Linked DNA regions of Sus scrofa: region 2 is linked to region 1. A link is a contact called in public HiChIP or PLAC-seq data. All regions are on one chromosome and are shown on one strand. The core of a region is the stretch at or near the end of the contact, and the rest is flanking DNA. Distances in the headings are between cores, read along the strand shown. Region 1 overlaps DERL1 (derlin 1). Region 2 overlaps ZHX2 (zinc fingers and homeoboxes protein 2).

The links. HiChIP or PLAC-seq counts read pairs in DNA pulled down with a chosen protein or histone mark.
Region 2: a contact with region 1 is called in an H3K27ac HiChIP or PLAC-seq map of alveolar macrophages. The contact joins two enhancer-like sites. A contact is called at or near these places in 1 of 47 Hi-C or Micro-C datasets (epiblast stem cells) and 1 of 2 datasets of contacts at active chromatin or transcription factors (alveolar macrophages).

What each region holds. Positions count from the first base shown.
Region 1 is chr4:16,332,908-16,337,325 of Sscrofa11.1, forward strand. It overlaps DERL1 (derlin 1), which reads left to right. Exons shown (of 8, transcript NM_001244479.1): 6 at 1-48; 7 at 2,353-2,463. Among named protein-coding and RNA genes, the nearest start is that of DERL1, 25 kb to the left of the region's middle. Within about 2 kb of position 2,579, at least 2 of the 83 cell types and tissues checked have an H3K27ac peak or open chromatin away from gene starts, as enhancers often do. A contact at or near this core is called in alveolar macrophages, where this site is marked.
Region 2 is chr4:16,441,878-16,446,295 of Sscrofa11.1, forward strand. It overlaps ZHX2 (zinc fingers and homeoboxes protein 2), which reads right to left. Exons shown (of 5, transcript XM_021088974.1): 3 at 3,996-4,087. Among named protein-coding and RNA genes, the nearest start is that of ZHX2, 110 kb to the right of the region's middle. Within about 2 kb of position 2,479, at least 3 of the 83 cell types and tissues checked have an H3K27ac peak or open chromatin away from gene starts, as enhancers often do. A contact at or near this core is called in alveolar macrophages, where this site is marked.

The DNA.
Region 1 (4,418 bases), core at 1,329-3,828:
TTATTTACCTTGGGTTATCCTTGGATTCAACTATATCATCGGAGGCTCGTAAGTGATAATAGATTTATTGCAAACTGATCCTGGGAAGACTTTCATTATTCTTTATCTTTTTTTTTTCTAAACTTTATTAGAACTTTAAAGAGGAGTTCCTGTCGTGGCTCAGTGGTTAATGAATCCGACTAAGAACCATGAGGTTGCAGGTTCCATCCCTGGCCTTGCTCAGTGGGTTAAGGATCCGGTGTTTCCGTGAGCTGTGGTGTAGGTTGCAGATGCGGCTTGGATCCCTGTTGCTGTGGCTCTGGTGTAGGCTGGCGGCTACAGCTTTGATTCGACCCCTAGCCTGGGAACCTCCATATGCTGTGGGAGTGACCCTAGAAAAGGCAAAAGACAAAGAAAAAAAAAAAAGAACTTTAAAGAATCTCAGCATTGATGCTTTGATACCTTATCGTATTGATAATTTCATTCTGATATAATTGTTTAAAATTGCAGGACTTTAAACATATTTAACACTTTTTTTTTTCTTTTTTTTTTTTTTTTTCTTTTTTGGCCACAGCTGCAGCATGTGGAAGTTCCTGGGCCAGAGATTGAACCTGAATTTCAGTTGTGACCTGAACCACAGCTGGAGCAATGCTGGATCCTTACTGTCTGTGCCACACAGCAGCTTCCTAGCACTGAATTTTTCTTTTCTGTCTTTTTTTTTTGTTTTGGTTAGTTTGTTGTTAGAGTATATATGCTTCCATATATGTGCTTTTGAATAAATATTTCTGGATTCACTGTCCAGATAGAGCAAACATAGAGACCTAATTTCTATCCAGGCTGAGCCCTTTGTGCATAAAATTACTGTTTTTTATTCCTTTTTGTTGTTGTTGCGCCCGTGGCCTGTGGAAATTTCCAGGCCAGGGATTGAACTCAAGCCAAAATGGTTAAAGCTGGGCCCTTAACCGCTAGGCCACCAGGGAACTCCCTGTTTTTTTATTCTTAAGGCATATTCCAGAATGCCTATGGAAACTCCTCAGATCAGGTGGGGAGTAGTTTTGTCAGCGGTTTGATAGTACAGAAGTTTTGATGAAACAGGGTCAGATTTCTTATCTGGAATTAGACCTGAGACTTAAGAAAACCTTGAATGCATCCAGTCAAAATTTTAGGAGGATTTCAAGATGCAGCTATTCTAAGAACTCCTCTTTCTGACATTACACGATGTTTTTTTATGTTTTTAAAATAGATTTTCATAGTGCTAGTCCTTTTAAGATTCTGTTTAAAAATTGAAGTGTAGTTGATTGACAGTGTTGTGTTAGTTTCTGTTATACAGCAAAGTGATTCAGTTATGCATACATACATATATATACATGTACATACATTTTTTGGTATTCTTTTCCATTATGGCTTATCACAAGATACTGAATACAGTCCCTTGTGCTCTCCGGTGGGATCTTGTTGATGTATTTTTTATAGAGTCGTTTGTATCTGCTAATCCCAAACTCCTCATTTATGCTTCTCCCTCCCATCTCCCCCCGCTTTGGTAGCCATACGTTTATTTGCTGTGTCTGTGAGTCTGTTTCGGTTTTATGATAGTACTAGTGCTTAATACACCTGACGTCTTTGCTCCGTGTGGTCCTGACTTGAACTGCATCCATAGGAGGGAGGGAATGAGTCGAGTACACAGACTCTGTTTAGAGCAGAGCAAGCTCGGTAGAACTGCCCTGCGGCCAGAAGAGCAGTCAGGTCTGGGAGGAGGTGTAGACACTGATTTCCTACAACAGGAGTCCCCTAGAGGTGAAGACGGGAGGCTATGTAGGAGTGGATCTGTGAATCCAGGATTACAAGGTGAAGGTCAGCTTTCCAAGGTGATCGCTATGATGTCTCACAGTCAGGGACACAAGGGCAAAGGCAAATGAGCCCTGGGTCCGTGTCTGGAAGAGGGGAGTGGACATGGACGCTCCCTCCTTTCCGTCCCTGCGTCTCTCTTGCCCGCCCTCACATCTGCCATTTTGCAAATGCGGTGTTCACATCTGGTAGCATTCAGAAGCTTGCTTTGCAGCTCCCCCAACCTTGGAGGCCGGAAGTAGCAAAAACCGTATTTTGAGGATGGGCTGGGGCTTGAAAGAGATGTCAGAGGAGCAGCTGGCCTTGAAGAGCACAGGCCGCGCTGGTCCAGCAGGATGGACGTCCCGTCTCATTCAGGATGCGTTCGCCACTCAGACGATGACAGGGCTCACTGTCGAGCTGTCACCGACTCCCAGGGCCCAGAAATGGGCGGTCTCGAAGGATCTGAGCCCTGTGCTCTTAGTTAAAACTTGGGGCCTCTCACTTTACTACTCGACCGTCTTTAAACTCTTGGCTTTCTGTCCGCAGGGTCATCAACGAGCTTATCGGAAATCTCGTTGGACACCTTTATTTCTTCCTCATGTTCAGATACCCAATGGACTTGGGAGGAAGAAACTTTCTGTCCACGCCTCAGTTTTTGTAAGTGTTTCTTCCTCTTTTTCAGCAATCGTTTTAACCGCCCAAGTTCTTCTGCGCCCTGATAAAAACTCCCTGAGGGGTAGGATTTCCCTCTTTGTCTGATGGAAGAATACAAGCCAACAAGGGCGTTGCCCGGGTCACACAGGCACAGGAAGCCAGGGCTCAAGGCCTCGGCCTGGCCTCCTGGAGCCCTGGTAGCCAGGGGCCACTGAGCCCAGATTCTGGCATCTCAGGGAGCTGAGGGCCCTGCTGAGCAGGCAGGCACCTGTGTGCACAGCAAGGGACCAGGGTGACAGGGTGACCACGGTTTTAGCCAAGATTTTGGCTGAGGAAGGGGTAAGAGGGTAAGTGGGCTCATTGTTAGCAGCCTAAAACAATTTGTGTATTCAGTAGTAGAGATTAGAATGCTTTTTTTTTTTTTTTTTTTGCTTTTTAGGGCCATACCTGCGGCATGTTGAAGTTCCCAGGCTAGGGGTTGAATCGGAGCTACAGCTGCCGGCCTATACCACAGCCACAGCAATGCTGGATCTGAGCTGAAACTGTGACCTATACCACAGCAAATGCTGGATCCTTAACTCACGGAGCAAGGCCAGGGCTTGAACCTGCGTCCTCATGGATACTGGTCAGCTTTGTTACTGCTGAGCCACAGCAGGAATTCCCTAGGCTAGAATCCTGAAAGGACTTTTCAGAGTTACACACAGAGACCCGAGGCATGTATAGTCCTGCCCCGGAGGCTGTTCTTGTACCCTGTCTCCCCGCAGGATGTGCAAAGGTCAGGATGCCGAGGGCCCAGCTTTGGTTTGGGGGCAGACCTGGCCTGGAGTCCTGTTCCCCTCCTGTACCAACTTTGATACTGGGGAAGTGACGGAGTAAATGCTCCAGGTCCGTGAGTCGGGGGGAGGCCCTGCAGGAGGTGAGACGTGCAGGAGGTGAGACCTGCACCGCAGTGGGCATTCTGCAAATGCAGGCTCTCAGCCTCGCTCCTGAAGTTGGGGCTGGGAGGACGGGCTTCCCACGAGCTCAAAGAGATGCTGACACGCTTAAGCCTGTAAGCGGTGTGACCCCTCTGTCAGTGAAGCGAAAGGCTGCTGAGGAAGGGACCAGTGACATTGCCATCTGGGTGTCACCGCCGGCCTCACAATCACGCCTCATCTCCACTCGTGCATATGCGATAATAGCTTGCATTTAAAAGCTTAAAAAAAAAAAAAAAAAAAGCGAAAAACCATTTTCATGTCCTGCTCATATTAATGTTTTGCAGTTTGTCATTCTTCCAAGGGGCCAATGAGGGCAGTACAACTTGAGTAGGCACCCCTCCACCCCTCTTTCCTAGGTTAGAGGAAGGTTTTTGAAAGACTTCTTGAGATAAAATATACAAACAGGGAAGTACACTGTTGTTGTACGTGTGTGTGAGATACTGTTGGTGTGTGTGCGCGTGCCTGCGTGCCTGCGTGTGTGTGTGTGTGTGTGTGTGTGTATGTATGTATTGGAAGGTTTGTTTTTTTAAATGGCCACACCTGCAGCATATGGAAGTTCCCTGGCCAGGGATTGAATCCGAGCTGCAGATATCAATACTGGATCCTTTAACCCACTGCCCGGAGCCAGGGATCAAACCTGCACCTCTTCTGTGACCCGAGCCACTGCAGTCAGATTCTTGACCCCACTGCGCCACAGCAGGAACTGCTGGTTTTATTTTTTTCATTAAAAACGTAAAAAGAGATTCATTTCCCTTCCAAGCCTTGAGTCGCCTTCCCAAACCCAGATGACCGATCTGCTTTGTAATTGTCAAAGCACACGATCACAGCAGGTTTGGATTTTTCATCTTGGTTTATCAGGTGGGATGGCAGATGCATCAATTAAAAAAAACAAACACTTGTTGCTTTGTGGGGACAGCCGAGGGTGATTTTACTTTAAAAGGCCGTCGTCTTCATGGCTTGGAGAGATTTCTCGGTTGTGGA
Region 2 (4,418 bases), core at 1,229-3,728, 110 kb after region 1:
GAAGCTGAGGCTCCCCATCTGACCTTTGTTCATGAGATGGGGGCTGAGCCACAGTTTTTTTCTGGGATGTCTGGCTCAAGAAGTGTGGTTATTATCTAAAAGTTTTCAGCTTCCTAGGCTGCCCCTTTCCTGGTCCCTTGTGCTAGAGAGCAAGCGAGCAGGCTTTTTTGGGAGATTTTTTTTTTTTTTTTTTTTTTTTTGGTCAGTGTCCACTGGCATTTCTGAGTTGATGACTTCTTTAGCTCCAAGTCTGGGTTAGATGAAGCAACACACACACACACACACACAAAACAAAAACAAAAACAAAAACCCCAGGGAACTTCACAACCCAGGAAACCACAGTGTCGTTCCCTGGGTTATGAGGTCCCTGGATGGTCTGTCTTATTTCTACCTTTCAGCATTTTCTTATGTTTGTTTTGTACATAATATCCAGAGTTTTCAGTTGTATTTTGTAGTAGGAATAGAGTGTGTCTGCTCCATCCTCGAAGAAGTAGCTGTCCATCAACAGCGATTTTCACTCCCATATCCCACATCCTAGCCACGCTCTACCCTTAGACACTTCTATCCACCCAACGTACAACATCAACTTCATCTTTTTTTGCTTTTTTTTAGGGCCACACCTGCGGCCTGTGGAAGTTCCTAGGCTAGGGGTCGATTCAGAGCAACAGCTGCTGGTCTACAGCCACAGCAACACAGGATCCAAGCCACATCTGCCACCTACATCACAGCTCATGGCTACGCCAGATCCTTAACCCACTGAGTGAGGCCAGGGATCCAATCTGCATCCTCATGGATACTAGTCTGGTTTATAACCCACTGAGCCACCATGGGAACTCCCAACCAACTTCATGAAGATGAGGAGGGAGGAAACTGAATGTAAGGAGACACCAGAGCAACGCGCCATTCCCCTTTCCAAAGTCTTTCTTTCTGCTTGTCTGCAGACCAGACTCGGGGCTCATCGGCCTGACAATGGACACTCTTCACAGTCCTGGCCTCTGTCTTCTTTTTCACCCAGACCCCCTTCCCTTGTGTTCAGAAGCTTATCTTCTGCCGTGTATCTGCCCTTCTCACTCCATCCTTGCACATAAGACCCTTTCTCTCTCTTTTTTTTTTTTTTTGTTTGTTTTTTGCTTTTTTAGGGCTGCCTATGGAGGTTCCTAGGCTAGGGGTCAAATGGGAGCTATAGCTGCCAGCCTAAACCACAGCCACAGTAACACCAGATCCGAGCCGCGTCTGCGACCTACACCACAGCTCACAGCAATCTGGATCCTTAACCCAATGAGCGAGGCCAGGGATCAAACCCACCACCTCATGGTTCCTAGTTGGATTCGTTTCCACTGTGCCATGACGGGAACTCCAGGACCCATTTCTCAATGCCCATTTTCTCCCATGAGACCTTGCAGCTGAAAATGAAGGCCATCCTAGGACTTGGCATTTATACTGGACATTGATAATTACTGAAGATGTGCCATTTACCTCTTCAGTTGGATTTTAAATTCATTAAAGGCCTGGGTCATGCTTGATTTTACTCTGTCTCGTGCTGCACACTAAACAGCTGATAGATACTTTTTGGGAAACAGTGACTAAAGGCCCTTGCCTGTCAGTGTGAATCTGACGGAAGGATTCGGAGAATGAAATAAAAACCTAGCATCAAGCAGATAAGATTAGCTATCGGCAAAGTTATCTTAAATGCAGATAAGACAGAAGCTGGAGAGTAGGAAGGATTTGGAGTGTCTGTACTAATAACTGGAGTTATTAATACACCTAAATAAAGAATAAATTTAGAAGGGAGCTGCGTGAAGCAGTCATCCAACTAGGAGGAGTGTCCTGGCCTTGGGGGAAGCCCAGGGAGCCTGGAGACAAGGAGCAGCTCTGCTGTGGCCATAGATTCCAGCTGGAGGCCATGCAGATGTGAATCCCAGAACCACCTCCCTTGAGTGGACTTGGTGCCCACCCAGGCGGCCTTGGGAATCCAGCCTCCCATCTTCACTTCTGTTCAGAGTCTAGGAAGTGACCTAAAGATGCCATTGTGGAGCTCCCGTCGTGGCTCAGTGGTTAATGAATCCAACGAGGAACCATGAGGTTTTGGGTTCAATCCCTGGCCTCGCTCAGTGGGTTAAGGATCGGTGTTGCTGTGAAGTGTGGTGTAGGTCGCAGTGTGGCTTGCATCCTGTGTTGCTGTGGCTGTGGTGTAGACCCCTGGCCTGGGAACCTCCATATGCCATGGGTGTGGCCCTAGAAAAGACAGAAAAAAAAAAAAAGATGCAATTGTCTGGGCCCTTGGCAGTCTTATTTTTCCCTTATTGGTCTCTTATGAGTTTGGTTAAAAAAATCATTTATAACATCAATCATTTTAAATAAACAACAACAACAACAACAACTAAAGAGCTGTCCAGTGCCTCCTGCGTGCTGGATGGGGATGTGCTGCTCAGAGATCATCTCCTTTCGTCATCGCCATCATCTGCATGGGGCAAGTCCTATGACTGCCCGCCTCACGGATGGAGAACTTGAGCCTCAGAGAGATCACTTTACTCGCTCAAGCTCACAAGAGTCAGAGCCAGGATTTCAGCCCAAGCCTCCTAATGGCAAGATCCACGCTTTACCACTGGGCTTTCTAACACAGTCGTATGCGCCACCCTCTGTTCTAAGAGCCTTACCTATATGAATGCCTACAACCCTCCAAATAACTCCTTGGGGTAGGTACCCCTTCTAACCCCAATTTACAGCTGAGGAAACAGAGACACACAGCAATTGTGTAACTTGCCCAGAGTCACACAGCGAGTATGTGGGCAGCAGGATGTGAAGTCAGGCAATGTGGCAAAAGACCATCATGTGACGCTGCCTCTCTTGAGTCACTGGCTTGACTCCTTCTAATAGACCTGATGAGCCCCTTGTGGGGAAGAACTCCATCTTACTCGTTTTGCTGCCCTCAAGAGCTATTGCAGTGCTGGCACAAGGGAAGCCTGTAATCCACTGGAGCATTTGGGTTCCTGGAAGTGCAGCCCACCAGCCGCCCACCCTGTCCCAGCCACATTCTCATTTCACAAAGCCCCTTGAATTTGCAGCTGATCTTCAGGAGGTTTATGCCAGGCTGAAGGCGTCTCATGGAGTTTCATGCACAGAATACAAATTCAAGGGCGAGAGCTAGGAATAGTTCCTATCGGAGTGTATTTTTCACATTTGGGGAGCTGAGTTTCCAAGTCACTCAGTCCTGGTAGCAGAAGACCAGCAAATCCCATCCCAGCGCCATCCCCTGAGTCCGCTGGGACTTGAAAGATGTATCAAAGTGGCTAAAGGTACCATGTTAGCCCAGTGGTTCTCAAGGATGGATGATTCTGTCCCCTCTAGAGGACACCTGGCAACAAAGGAAGGCATTTTTGGTTGTCACAAGGATGGGGAGGGGGTTGCTACTGGCATCTGGTGGGTAGAGGCCGGGGTACTGCCACACACCCTACAATGCCCGGAGAATCCGTCACAGCAGAGAATTAGCCAGCCCCAGATGCCAACAACGCTGAGGCTGAGAAAGCCTGATGAGCCTAGCAGCCCCCAAATCTGCATGGACCAGTGGTTTTAAAGAGGAAGCATCACTCGACAATTAAATTAGGTTTTATGAGACTTCATTCCAGGAGAGCAGGTATCCATCACTGGGGGCAAAAAGAGAAGCGAGCCTTCCATGCCAAAGCAAAACCACCCTTGGTTGGGGCACACGCTCCGAGACAGAACTTTTGCAAAGTGAGGTCTTCAGGGCCTCCTACCACAAAGCCACTTGGGAAGCTTATTAAATGCAAACCGCCTCAAACCCGCTGAATTAGGCTCTCTCCGTGAGCGTACGGGGGATCTACGTTTTTAGAACACCCCGACATGATTCAGATGCACGCTGACATTTTTCTTCCATTCTTCCAGAAGTAGGAGAGATAAATTGGGGGGTGGGGGAGGAATGCGGTAGACCGACCATATGCATGGCGGTTTTAAAAAAGTTAACTAAAAATGCTCACATTCTTGAGCGGTTCCTCTGACTTCAGTTGGGTCTGCACCACATGGTCTTGTGAGTTACGCCCGACTTAGACGAACACCACCCGGAGGCTTCCTAATAATTAAAAACAACTGTTTTGTAACACTGCAAATCAATTATACGCTAATAAAAAATAAATTTAAAAGAATAAAGTAAAAAAAATTGTTTTCTAAATTCTAGCATCATTCTAAGCAGAGATACTTATCACAGGCTTGACCACTCGTTATTTTTGCCCCTAATATTCCTGGGAATACATCCATCATCATGAAAATGATCAATACTTAAAATCGGCAGGCAGGATGTGCAAGAAGCAGTGCCTTATGGCAGAGCAATTCCAGTCCACCAGGAGAAGGCTAATAATTGAGCCTGCACGCTCTCTGGATGCAGACATGCATGGCTTTTCATT